2 separate regions of the Anas platyrhynchos genome follow, and region 2 is linked to region 1. A link is a contact called in public Hi-C data. All regions are on one chromosome and are shown on one strand. The core of a region is the stretch at or near the end of the contact, and the rest is flanking DNA. Distances in the headings are between cores, read along the strand shown.

Region 1 (4,208 bases), core at 760-3,259:
GTATGTTTCCTGGACGGGCTCTCATGGCAGTCCTTGCCCATGCAAACTGAGGGACATGGTACTTCTATAAACAAAATATCACTCATTTCTTAAAATTTTCCACTGGGAAAAATTCTTACGTTGCCTCTCCTCTCTTTGCTCCCATGAAAAATAGCATCAATTTTCAATAAAAAAAGTACTTTGTGAGGCAATCAAACAGTTTTTCCTTGAAGCACCAAAATGGCACGATCTCCTCTATTTACTTCTCAGTATTCATTGTCGTGCTTTGATAATAAAGTTTGCCAGTTACCAAAATCCTGTTGTGTTGTTATTATAAAACACTGCAAAGCAAAGCAAACAGCCCAACAGATCAAGAAACATATTTCTAAGTCAGCTGTAAAACGTCCAAAGTCCAAGTTCTGAAGTAATCATTTCAGAACAGAATTTTACACTGAACCGTGGGCACTCGCCTTCATGACCTGCTGGGAGATCTATTAAGGAGGCAGAAGACACTCACGTACATAGAACAGTATTTTCCATCACTGAAGGAAAATACAATATGAAGAAAACAAGATTCTTCTGACACCTACATAGAAGTATGAGTCATATATAACCCAGCTAATACTTTCTACACTCAGGAGCTCTGTCCAGAGGCTTTCAATACACTTTGAACCACTGCACCCTGCAACACAGGAAAATATTCATTCTGCCATTCTTATGGAAAAATAAAACAGAGGTTTAGAGATTTCGTTTAGTCTAAGGCTCCCTGAAGACTGTTCTGGCACTGTAAAAGGCCCTTAATGTGCCTGTAAATCACTCACTAAGGTAATGACCACTTTGTCTTGCCAAAGACATTAACCCAAGGCTTGACATAAATAAAGCTTGGACTTCCAGGACAATTAGAGCCAGCTCTGCAAAGCTATCTTCAGACTCCCAGGTTGCCCTCTCTGAGGGGTTAAACATAGCTGCAGAAGCAGGTCAGAGACTGTACAGGGACACTTTGAGCCAAGATACATCCAGGTTTCCCTTGAAACATTGTCTTTTACTGACTTGAACTGTTAGGCCAAGAGGAAGAAAAGTAAATGGCTATTTGTCCAGGGCTTCTGGACACCCAGTCAAGCTGTCAGATGCCCAGAGGCCTGGAGAGCACAACTCCTGAGTGTGTGGAGGTCTTTCCCATCCCAAATACTGCAGCCTCACAGTTTCTGTGGAAAAAAAAAAAACAAAAAAAAAAACAAACATAAAGTTTGTTGACAGTCTTGGCTCTGAGGGTGTGAGAACCACAGGACACAGGATCTCACTCCACACACAATTTGCCACCTTAGCATTTTATTCACAGCCACATTCTAGCCACCTTAGCCACTCATGCTAACTGGGGAGCATGCACTTACCCACTGCTTACACCCCTCTCTCTACTTTGCCTTCCCATTTAATGCCACTGCAAAATACTGAATTAGTAGCCCAACCTTCTGCAGTCTCTGGCTAGACAGACAGTGGGACCTTACTTCTCCATGCCATCCATGGAAACTCACAAGAGTTAGGACAACCTTTTCCAGCCAGACCCAGTGACAGACCTAGGGGCCTTGTTTCCAGGCCTTTTTTTTACTCCACGTGTCAGGCTGTAAGGAAAGAAGTATCGCTAGCAAACAAAGATCTCACTTCAATGCTTCAGTGACCCAGACAGTACCAACTCACACTGTGACATGTCTTTTTGGCATCTGTGAAACTGAATACAGGATTACAGTAAAATTCTATCAGTCTCAAAATGTCTACACTGAATAAAAGAATACAGAAACTGTCATGAGAATTAGTAAACTCATGTGAATGCTGAGCTCCATGTGTCCTACATTGACTGGGTATTATCCTGCAGAGATCACTGGGGTAGCAACATTTGTACTGCTGCTTTCCTACCGAAAGTGGCTTATTTAGAACTGCAAGCTCAGATGAAGCTATCATGTATTACACCATGCATTACAGACATATGCGTGTCCTGAGGATGCTTTGCATTGCAAGGAAATACTTGAGCAGCATCCCTTCCCTGCTTGCCTGCCCAGTTCCTTTGTTCATCCAGTGTTCCAGCCAAACATCCCAACAGTGTTTGCACTACATTTATGTTGCAACTCATTAAGCATCCACACTACATAAATTGGCAAGCACTAGATCACTGCTGTTACCCCACTTATTCTTTGCTCAGCACTGAGATTCCTAGCTGCAATGAGTGGAGAGCATGAGACTCTGACTCTAAGTGCTATGTATTGTTCAAGTTCCAATATTCACAGCTGCAAAATCTTGGCAAGTAATATTAAAAGAGCTTCTGCTTCTTACAAATCAATTCATGAGACTCGGAAATTAAAACAGATGTAACCGAGTCATCTGTACCTCCACTGATGCAATGCAAACTGTCAGAAAACACAAAGGAGAATACATTATTCAGCTCACAAAGATGAATATCCTGCCTCTCAGCTGCTGTCGAAAATACGGAGATGCTATGTAAAAAGACAGCAAGTGCTCAGTCACTGTTGCACTCATTTGATTAGCAAGATGCCTGTTGAAATCCAGCTTTTGTGAAATGCTTCCAAATGCCTCTGCATTAGATAGTTCAAATTAAAAGCAACTGAATGGACTTTTAAAGAGAGGTGAACCTGTTAAGAGCATAGCTACAGGCGCTGACATTTTTGCTGGCATCCATCCTTCCAAATTAGCCATGAAATACTGTTTCACACATGGAGCAACTGCAGATGGCTGTTGAGGAGAGTCACATGAAGCAAGTAGTTTCAGAAGAGTTATAAATCAAGTGCTGAGGGGGAGGAAACAACCAGAACTACATTATAAATTATTTCCCCTATTATTTTGTCTAGGGACTATTGGGCAGGGAGATGTTAGTCTCGAGAGACTGGTAACACGGATATAAATCAAATGTTTGCAGAGCTGTGGGCTCACACAATGTCTGGGCCCATACATATGCTCTGTTCTCCAGTTCTCCAGAGACCAAAGCATGTGGTGAATAACAATGTGCAGAGCTTTCTGGAGGCATTTACGAGATTATCACACAGCCCCTAGCTGGCTTCTCCTGTTCGGTTTGCCTCTGCTGGAGATCATCCCGTGGTAGAGACGGCAGAACAGACATGTGCCTGCCCTTTGGCTGAAAACACGTAACACGGTTTTACAGTGAGATGCTAAAAGGCAGCTGAGCTGGTCTAGTTAGCAAAGTTGGCTCCGCTCCTCTTCCTGCTCCTTTGAAATGGATGTTGCCTCCTGGCCCTTCTTTATAACATTGATGATTCCCTCCAGCACCGCTGCACCAGACCAGTTCACTAAATTCACACACTTTTCCTTGGTGAGAGAGCTTGCTCCGGCCTCAGTGATCTGAGAAGCCCATCAGGTGTCGAGGTGGCTGCCAAAACTGATGCGAGGACACAGCAACGCAGGGCGGAAAGGCCGTGACAGCAACTTCTCACACCAGCACGGCGGGTTGGATGGAGTTCATCTACCAGAGCTCCTCAGCTGTGCCTTTGCTGCAGGAGGAACTGAGCCCAGAGCCAACAAATGCTTGAACTTGAAGGACAGACATCTTCAGATCAGCATTAATGCCGAGTCCAACATCCGTTCTGAGCTCCAGCTTCCTCTCTCACAAGCACACGTGCATCCCTCTTTCCAAAGCTCACGTGCATTGAACTGAAACACTACCAAGAGCATGTATGCCAAAGAAATGCAAAAGCTTCAAGATGAAAACCGAGGGTGCAGTTTTCCAAAAAGAGAGAGACAGGGCCTGACAGCTCAGTGTTCTTCCCTATTTTTCTCTTTTCTTAGTGTGATTTTAGAAATAGTCTCAAATGTTGCTTTTGATAGAGATTAATTTGAGGTCCAGCTGTAATTGTTAATGAAAAATGCACCATTCACATGAATCCTGAAGTTCTCATCACGCCTTGATGCTCTGGTGTGACCTCTTAAAATCCACAGCAACACACAACAGCCTTGCAGTGACCTACACGGTTTCTAGACAGACTGTCCCAAACCACGTGAGAGGTGAATGCAGGCTCTGTGTTTGTTCCTTCAGCTGATATAACTGCATGCACTCAAGCGAATTGACTTTGAAGTGTTAGACCTGTAATTACAATACACAGTGGGAGACACTACTGTGGGATCTGAGTAGCGCTCTTGAGTCACTGTGTTTCTCTCCACACTCTTCTAAACACGTTTTACAGAACTGTAATTGGCTCAGGGCTGAT
Region 2 (4,208 bases), core at 761-3,260, 160 kb after region 1:
GAAAAGGAAGTAAGCTGTTGTAGGAAGATGGGATGGGATATATTTTACACTATTTTTAAACTGTTGCATTATATATTTTATACTGATTTTTTATCATTTTTTTTGTATAAATATACATCTATTTGTTCATGTTTTCCTCTAATTTTTGCTTTGTGAGATATTAATGCTGTTGCAGAATGACCTGTGAAAATCTAGTTGCATTTTAAAAATACTTTCATTAGAACCTGCTTCATTAGAATGTCTTGTTAAATGGTGCTTTGTGCCATTTAAGCATTTCTCTCCAGAAAAGACTATCAATTTACTATTACTGTCATTAAGGCAGTGAGTACCACAGAGCATACAAAACATATGTGCCTTGGTGACACTGTGTTTGGAATGGTTTTCAAATACTTTGGTTCATGGATCTCAGACATACTGTCACAGCCCCATTACTTAAACCACCATTGTGTCATTTCAAAATGATTTTTTTTTCCCTTGTGATGAGCCTTGTGATGTTGGCAGTCAACAGAGAATTATTTTTAAACAATGTTTGAAGTGGCTTGAAGAGTGTCATTAGGGTTGTTCTACCAAACCAGCTCTGGAAGGGAACTGTTAATGATAGGGAAACCTGCATGCAACATTTCAACCTATGTGGATGCCATACCCTAATGGTGTTGTCTAATCATTTTCAGGCTCCACCGTTAAATAGAAATACCATCCCCAAAAGGCAGAAATGCAGGCAGAAATTCATGACATTCAGTATCAGCCTCCTTCTCTCGAGAAGTCATTCTACCTACTCCAGACAAAACACTTTTTTCATAAAGTAGCAGTGAATGTTCGAGTAGTGAATACTGATTTGAGAGTTCATTCCCATGTATTCATTTTGTCATGCACAATGTAGTCACTTTGCTGGAGTTTATGTATGGTGTTTCCAGATGACATTCATCAGAGTCTGCTCTTCTGGAATGAAAAGAGATTCGGTTTATTTTCTCTTGAAGAGATTGACTACACTGCAGGAGTGATAACTAACCCAGCTTCACACATCATAACTGTTCCTAAATAAATGCTTTTTTATTACTTTTATCAGGGCCAGCCAGGACTCCTTGGATCACAGGGGTTCCCTGGACCACCAGGATTGATGGGGATCCCAGGAGTGCAAGGTCCCAAAGGTCACAAAGGTGAAAGAGGACATCCAGGAATAAGTGGACCCAAAGGAGAAATGGTAACTTTTGAATATCAGATGTTTTAGCTAATGAGCAAAATACTAGACAGAACATCATTTTAATTGTGCTGTTTCACTCTAGGGGCTAAGAGGAGTCACTGGATTCCCAGGGGCAGATGGCGTTCCTGTAAGTATCCGGTTACCTCATGTTTAAGAAACTACCAACTGCAAATATTGCAGACTGGTTTAATGCCTTTGTACTTTAATTAAAGTCTCTGGGCTGAATTCTGCATCAGCCACGTACGCGCTGTTAAACTAAGGGCATTTGCTAAAGTAAGTGGAACTGCAGATGCACAGCAAAAGAATAGAATCTGTGCTCCCGCTCATTCCCTCTGATAATTAAGGTCCGTTTGCTTTGTCCTTTGGAGAAATCCTCTTGTAAAAAGGGACAAAAACAGAAGGAAATTTCTTGTGTCCCTGGAGGTTACCCAGCTAAGTGTGTTCTTTTGTAGGAAAGAGCTGTGAGATAAGTTCTCCACATCTCCTAGGCTAGTGAGCAAAGGACACCAGTGGGTCATGCCTTAATTATTTCAGAATTGTAAAGTACATAGAAAGGTCAATAAATGTAAGAATACTAACCATTGTTATTTGGTTTATATCTCATAAAGCTTGCATGAGATGGTCTTAAAAAAACTATTTATCTCAAAAACTTTGAACAAATTGTCCAGGTCCATGAAACTGAAACATTCAAAGAGGAAAACTGGGTAAAGTTCACAGCACAGTATTTTCCCAGCTTACACTCCTTTACATCTTGTGTCATAAAATAACAAAGAAATCTGAGTCACTGGAATCCCTGGACAGAGTTCCCAGGCTTGGGTTTCCTTTGTAGTGCTCTCTGACACCGGGGCCTCACTCTGCAACCCACACATCCACATCCACTCTGCTTTCACCCTTTTTGTTTCCTAAAGAGCTCTGTATCGAGTTTCAGAGCTTTCTCCCACACACTCTTCTTCCTCTCTCTCCTTATCACCCTTAAAGGAAGAAGAAACCTTCTGTAGCCAAGGATCTCATTCGCCCCACCACATCATTGAGTTGTTTCTCAGTGCTGTCTTCCTGCGAGTAAATCACTCTCCTCTGAAGCTCCATGTTACTATAGTTGGACCGCTTTTGCTACCTGAGCAAGTTTTCTTTTTTAGCCCTGTTTTCACAACCTCTGCAATTGCATTGTGGGGGATGAATGCCTTCAGATACTATTTGAACCCGCATGCATCCTCAAGCCCTCCACCCTTCCCACTTGATTATGTTCTCCAACCAGTTTTCTTAGGCCAAAGCACAACGCTGACCATGGCAAGAAGAGAAGGCAAATAGACACATATATGAACTGTAACAGCAAAGTGCTGGGATGTGGGGCTAAAGGCCAAGAGAGGAGGGTGACAAACCTGGGTCTGTTCTGGAGTGAGGAATATGAGTATTTGATGGAGCTAGGTGAGGGCATGGACAGATCTCTTTTTTCTTCTAAGAAAGTGAGCAGAAGCAAAAAGAAAGCCCTTGCTCTAAGTAGTGAAGAAAGAAGAAAAGTATTCTGTTTATGTTAGTTTCTGTGTTGTTTTTTTTGCTGACTGAGCCCCCTGAAAGAAAGCTGCTCAAGGGCAGATTAGCTTCTCATTAATCCCAGTGCAAAGCAATCATAAGTGTAATTTAGGTGAACATAGGCACTGCAATGGAAATTCGTTTTAAGGCAGGAGTAACTTTTTCCTGCTTTCCTGAGGCTCAATGTGGAACTTCAGTATCCCCAGTGCCCTTGGTTTGAGCCCACCTGATCTCTTCCCATCTCTATACTTACAGCTTCATCATGGCACCCAACCTAGCTCCAAAGGCATCACTGACTTTTTTTCCTAGCTTGGAAGCTCTTCAAAGCCAGTAATGAACCTTTCTTCCCACTCCTCCAGTGTGAAGCACTGAAATTCTTAACAATCTCAGTTCTTGGTGGCTCCCTGCACAGCAGTCTCATCTGGCTTAGTTCTCTGGTTAACAGAGACTGCATTGAACATAGCTTTCTTACCCTTTCTGAAAGGTCCTTCACTACTCATTTTTTTCATACTGTCTGGGGCATCTGGTTCAAGCTGCAGCTATATTAAAAAAAGGCACTGTCTGTTTCTTTCTTTGAAAATCATAGTTTCCCATGGATCCAAGCCTTGGGCTTAATGTGAGAATGTCTAAATACTGTGTGACTACAGGAAAAGGAAAACTAGAAACAGATGGATAGATAAACACTTTTTTTTTTCCTCAACAGGGTCATCCAGGGCAGCCAGGATCAAGGGGGAAACCGGGTCATGATGGCTGTAACGGGACAGTAGGTGACCCTGGAGACTCAGGAACTCCTGGATTCTCTGGTTTCCCTGGTACCATTGTAAGTAGGTGACAGCAAATGGATACCTGAAGTGAAGATCATTACTGAAGTACTTGCATTTCATGCAAGTGCGTGTTGGAAACTGATGGGCCCTTTTGGCCCAGCACAGCATCCTTGTGGACCTACCCAGATGACCTTCATAACACTTAGGTCTGGAAGGTCTGCCATACCTATCATGTAGGTCCTAAAGGGTCATTGCTTCAAGAAATCCTGTACAACTTTATCCAAAAGCAGTAAAAGAATATCAGACTCACAATTTCTGATGAAAGTAACCTTTTCCTTCCCTATCCATGCCCAACATACTGGCTTGCCATAGCGCAATACGTAGGATCATGCTGCAATGAGCACTGGAGCTCCTTGATTTACCAGCCTATGTGTCAGCCCTAAGTAGCTGCAGCCGTGGCTCTATCTGGCAGGTGCCATCCCATAATATCACTCCTAAGTAACAGGCAGTTCTTGCCCCTGTATTTTAAATCCACTCCTAAAGGTACCACAAGGGTTTATAATTTGTTTGTAAACCACAGCTTTCCAGAGTTTGACATACACGTAGTGTCTGCCTTCAAACAGTTGTACATATATGCTCATGAAAAACCTTACAGATATTTTGCATTACTCGTAACTGTTTATGCATTCACAGATGATATGAAAGCTTACTTT

What was found. Hi-C and Micro-C count contacts between places; a contact is called where the count stands out from the background.
Region 2: a Hi-C map of skeletal muscle shows a contact between it and region 1, with 2.4 times the contacts expected there. The contact joins two enhancer-like sites. A contact is called at or near these places in 3 of 8 Hi-C or Micro-C datasets (F1 follicle, skeletal muscle and subcutaneous adipose tissue).

Annotation. Positions count from the first base shown.
Region 1 is chr1:146,254,457-146,258,664 of IASCAAS_PekinDuck_T2T, forward strand. The region is part of intron 2 of COL4A1 (collagen type IV alpha 1 chain); the gene reads right to left. Among named protein-coding and RNA genes, the nearest start is that of COL4A1, 69 kb to the right of the region's middle. Within about 2 kb of position 2,010, at least 1 of the 8 cell types and tissues checked has an H3K27ac peak or open chromatin away from gene starts, as enhancers often do.
Region 2 is chr1:146,410,096-146,414,303 of IASCAAS_PekinDuck_T2T, forward strand. COL4A2 (collagen type IV alpha 2 chain) reads left to right here. Exons shown (of 47, transcript XM_027444306.3): 4 at 1,067-1,201; 5 at 1,284-1,328; 6 at 3,435-3,551. Among named protein-coding and RNA genes, the nearest start is that of RAB20, 79 kb to the right of the region's middle. Within about 2 kb of position 2,011, at least 2 of the 8 cell types and tissues checked have an H3K27ac peak or open chromatin away from gene starts, as enhancers often do.